Linked DNA regions of Sus scrofa: region 2 is linked to region 1. The links are chromatin contacts, called in public HiChIP or PLAC-seq maps. All regions are on one chromosome and are shown on one strand. The core of a region is the stretch at or near the end of the contact, and the rest is flanking DNA. Distances in the headings are between cores, read along the strand shown. Region 1 has its middle 51 kb from the start of MBNL1. Region 2 holds the start of MBNL1 (muscleblind-like protein 1).

The links. HiChIP or PLAC-seq counts read pairs in DNA pulled down with a chosen protein or histone mark.
Region 2: an H3K27ac HiChIP or PLAC-seq map of alveolar macrophages shows a contact between it and region 1. The contact joins the promoter of MBNL1 here to the enhancer-like site in region 1. A contact is called at or near these places in 10 of 47 Hi-C or Micro-C datasets (alveolar macrophages, blood, embryonic fibroblasts and 3 more) and 1 of 2 datasets of contacts at active chromatin or transcription factors (alveolar macrophages).

What each region holds. Positions count from the first base shown.
Region 1 is chr13:92,439,264-92,441,826 of Sscrofa11.1, forward strand. No RefSeq gene overlaps it. Among named protein-coding and RNA genes, the nearest start is that of MBNL1, 51 kb to the right of the region's middle. Within about 2 kb of position 1,293, at least 11 of the 83 cell types and tissues checked have an H3K27ac peak or open chromatin away from gene starts, as enhancers often do. A contact at or near this core is called in alveolar macrophages and liver, where this site is marked.
Region 2 is chr13:92,490,504-92,493,066 of Sscrofa11.1, forward strand. It overlaps MBNL1 (muscleblind-like protein 1), which reads left to right and starts at 1,275. Exons shown (of 13, transcript XM_021069664.1): 1 at 1,275-1,426.

The DNA of each region.
Region 1 (2,563 bases), core at 43-2,542:
TGAAGAGGAGTATATGAAATCCAGGACCATGTAAGGAAAGTAAATGTGAGGAACTGCCACAATAAAACATGAAAGAGCTTGCAAGAGAGAGAGAGATGCTCTGTATGGAGCATTCACATTGGAAAGAAAATAATAATAGTAAGAGTAATGGTAATCATTGTAATAAATGCTATTCTAGGTAAACTAAAAGAATATGAGCCTGATTCATCCTGTTTGCTTCTTGAACTTGAAGATCTCATAGGGTCCTTCTGTATAATATTAAGATTCTAAATACTCCAATTACAAACTTGATTATGACTTTATTAAATTTAGTCTCTACATCTTGATAGCAGAAAACTTAAGTTCATAGGGGGAAATGACTATGGGAAAACTACTGTGAAACATCTCAACAAGACATGCTTTTTAAAAATAATTGCATGCACTTAGGAATTTATGGGTAGGCTTCCACCTGCTAATGGAAACTCAGGAGCAACTAATATAAGTCATTGGCAATGAGTGGCTTGCTGTAATAAGTACCCAGTTGTTGGGATGCAAGGAAAAGTAACCAACATTTATTAGGTGCCTATGGTGTGTTACGATCCCTTCTAGGTACCCTTTGAATGTTGTTCTCATTTATCTTTACAATCACTGCATAAGACAGTATCATTAAAACGTTTTATAGTCAAGGGGTCTGAGACAGAAAAATTAGAAAACTTGCCCAATGTTACATATTTAGTAAATGTGAGATTTGAGTACTAAGGTCTGAGTTACTTAGATGACCATTTTGGTTTTTATTACATCACTGGCTTTCTCTCAGCTGGAGAATTGAGAACATGGAAAGGGTTGTCTGCATTAAACCACCCTTGTTCTACTTTCCAATCTGAAAGTAAAATTACCGAATTCCCCTTTTTCTTACAGTCAAATACCACAGTCACCACTGTCCTAGAAGAAAGATTATCTGTTTATGTATTTCATCAAAATACTCTGGAGAAAGTGGGGTAAAATGCAGAGAACTGAATTTTTAGGGCCCAACTAACCTAGATTTAAATCCTGTGTTCATTGCTTTTGCCATTCTACTTTCCTGGGTATGTGAATAATCAGACAAATTTGATATAACTAAGAATTAAATGACACAAGCATAATCCCTGCCATTTTGCAGATGTTACAGAAATATTACTTTCTTCTGCTTTGCTCTGAGTAATGTTATAAGCCAAAACGCTCAGAAAACGTTTTTACCACTTGTTACGGACTCTCTTGTTTTTCTCGATAGTCCCTTATCTTAACTCGTTGACTTTTATTTCCTGTGCCACTGGTCTCTTCCGCTTTGCAATGCCTCTAATCTTTTACCAAGCAAAAAATGTCTTTTGTCTCATTACCTCCTTAGAAAATACATACTCACCAAGATCTGAACTTTCCCAGGAGAAACAATGCTGTCTGAATGTAAATTTTAAGCAATCTGAAATTGCACATGCATGATTATACTTCATAATTTCATTTTTTTGTATTTATATTCTTTTAAAATTAGTTTTAATCTTTCCTGATAATAAAAATAAGCATGCAAATAAATAAATAAATAAATAAATAAATAAATAAATAAATAAAATTTTGAGAAGGGAGTTCCCATCATGGCTCAGCAGAAATGAATCTGACTAGCATCCATGAGAACACAGGTTTGATCTCTGGCCTCGCTCGGTGCTAAAGATCCAGCGTTGCTGTGAGCTATAGTTTAGGTTACAGACACAGCTTGGATCTGGCATTGCTGTGGCTGTGGTATAGGCCAGCAGCTACAGCTCTGATTTGACCCCTAGCCTGGAAACCTCCATATGCCACAGGTGCAGCCCTAAAAAGACAAAAATAATAAAAATAAACATCTAAGTGTAGAAAATGCTAAAAAATACAGACATTTGTTTTAAAAAGCAAGAGCCTACAAAATTCTGCAATCCAGGAATAAACCTACATTTTCAATATTCTCAAATATTTTCTCACAGGATTGCACTTTATGTATGTGTGCATGTATGTATGTGTGTGTGTCTGTGTGTGTTTGTGTGTGTTTATAACTGGGATCTTATAGCTTATTTCACTTAGAATATCATGTTCTCTTTCCTTTGCCATTATAAAATAATTTAATAACATAGTTTTTAATGGTTGCATGTTTCATTATATAGCTATCCCTACCTTTTTACTTGTTTGTTTATAACCCCCCATGAAAGGAGCCATGATAAAAATATCATTCAAATTAAGGTATAATACATGTTCAACCTCACAATGGTTTACATAATAATTTGGAGAAAGAGTGTACACCTAGGATTTGGCAACAGAATAATTAAGTATAATAACAAAAATTTAGTATCACTGAGTCACTCAGGAATGGTTTTATAATTTCATGTTATATATTGTTATTAAAACTCTCATAATATTTTGAACAGACATGACATTTTTGTTATTTTCTAGAAGGCAATCGTTTTCTATAAATATCGGTTGGAGGAGTTCCCGTTGTGGCTCAGTGGTTAGTGAACCCAACTAGCATCCATGAGGACGCGGGTTCGATCCCTGGCCTAGTTCAGTGGGTTAAGGATCCAGCGTT
Region 2 (2,563 bases), core at 25-2,524, 51 kb after region 1:
TATCTTGTTTGACCTACCTTCTCAAATAACGACAATAAAAACAAATGGAACCTAATTAAACTCAAAAGCTTTTGAATAGCAAAGGAAACCATAAAAAAAAAATGAAAAGACAAGTATCTCATTAAAGATTTCAGATCAAATTTTCCATTGGTGAAACTATGATGGGTTTTCTATTTGTTTGTTTTGGTTTTGTATGTGTGTGAGAGGGGAGGCATCTTTCTTAGTATTATTTGTTCATTTATTTTTTTCTTACTGAAAACTCACATTAAGTATGATTTTAGGAAAACATTTTCATCTTTAATCATTCCCTAAAATGATTGCCACCTTTGAAAATATAGCTAAGTAAAAAGAGAGTGTGACACCCTGAGAGCACAATAGCTTCTAAAGTCCAGAGAGTAGTTTTTGCAATGTGTGGAGGTTTGCACAATTCCTTAATTATTCTTGCAATCCACCCCCTTCCCTTCCCCAGTGAGCAAGGTAGGGTGAGAGGAACAGCCACAAATAAATTGCAGCTATCCATAACCTGGGAGAAGTAGATACATGAGTATTTTTTTTCTTTGAAGTTGGCAGTAGTACATGCAAATATCAACTGTTTTTATGTCCTTTTTCAAACATTGTCCCTACTGTCTTACAGATATTTTAAAATAATGCTCCAACTTGCTAGAAAATTAACCAATTAAATGTTCAGCATTGCAGAATCTACACCTGTTTTTTATTCTTGTGGCTGAAGTTGAGAGAGACCATAGCTCATGAATAAGCAACAGTTTCAGTTTTGCAACGCTTTATCTATATGTAACAGGCAGCTATTCATGAGAAAGGAAGTTTAAGACTTGTAGGTAAAAAAACCACCACTCAGATTCCAGGAAAATGCCTTTTTACTGAAGTTTTTTTTTTTTTTCTTCTTTTTACAAAATGTCTGTAGTCAAATTAGAGTTTAGGTCATACTCCAAAGACTTTACATTAATTAGACATATAGAAGCAAGTTTATCTCTCATATATCAGCTCAACAGTTTTCTTCCACATACAGCAGTATTTTGGGTTTTTTCTATGATTATCATTTAGCCACACGAGATGATTCTTTATGTAAACGAGTACTACTTAAGTATAGATTCCAATAACTTTTCAAAACTTTGCTTACACATATGTGTATACATTAATTATATATGTATAAACACAAATTATAGCCTGTTACCATTATTTCAAGCATAAGCTTTTTGAAATAATGTTCCATTCTCCATAGAATTTATAAAGCATAATGACTCTAGCATTTCATAGCTTCCTCTTTTGGTAGACTGTCCTTTTGCAGAGTGAAAAAAAAAAGTGTCTAGAGAAGAGAGTAGAGCAGAGAACAGAGTTCTTTGAGGTGCTGCTAATTCAACTCAGCTATTTAAACAGCTCAACAAGCAACTGTAAATAAGACATAGAGGTAAGAAGAAAGTGTTACTTGCTATTTTTCATTTTATTTAGATTGCTATTTATAGAACAGCAATTTAAATGCTGACAGGGTTACAAAGTACGTTAGGTAAAACCGATACCCTCTCTCAAGTAATTAGTCAATATTTTAAATTAAAAAGTTTAGTAAATTTACAAAGTTTCAACTTCACATACAACATTTAAAAAGCTGGAAATTTTTTAAGTTCTTTTTTATTGCTAAATTATTTTAACTGCAGAGTAAAACCTCTTTTCCTCCTAATTATGTACCGAATTTAGTGCTAAAAGAACTTTTATATTAGTAGTAAATTTTGAAAACATTTTGCCTCTAGTAAATTTCTAACATTTGTAAATTTTCCTACATATATTGGTTTGTTAATTTTGCATACTATGAGTCAAACATTTTCCAGGAAAAAGATATTCTTGCATTTGTTTATCCATTGTGAAAATATATTGTTTTATGTAAGATGTGACACTTCAGAATTATTTTTTATTATGATCGTATTTAAATACTTTAGGGAAGCAATTTGTAGTGTACACTTTGATTTTAAAATCTAAATAAGTAAATCTAAGCTTAGAAATTTGTGCTTGTCTTAGTAAGATTAATTTACAGTTTAATGCTTAAAAATGGAGAAAGAACTAAAAGAAAGACCATTTGGATTCATAATTGGAGATCAAACTAAGCTGAAACTGATCTTAATAGGAAATTCTAAAGTAATTTAAATCGAGCAGAATTTTTTTTTCTTGTTTGTCCCAATCTAGAGTAACATGTATTAACTATTTAATACAATTGCATTCATTTTATAGCCATTTTAAATCCTTCTTTTAAAAGTGGTTGGTTTCTATGTACTTTGGCAAAAAAAAAAAAAAAAAAAAAAAAAAAAAAAGTTTATTTTAATATATCTTTAAAAAGAAAAATTCAGTTATATATACATACATCTATAAATATTATATATACATATTTCAAATAATATATTTGAATGTTTCCTTAACTTGGTTTGCTTTTTAAATAGAACAATTGCATGGCTTCCAAAAAAGAAAGTGCATTGTGCCATCAACTAATGGATTTAATTTTTATCAGTTTTGGTAAACAGTCCTATCATACTGGTTCTATTACATTACCTGGAAAAAA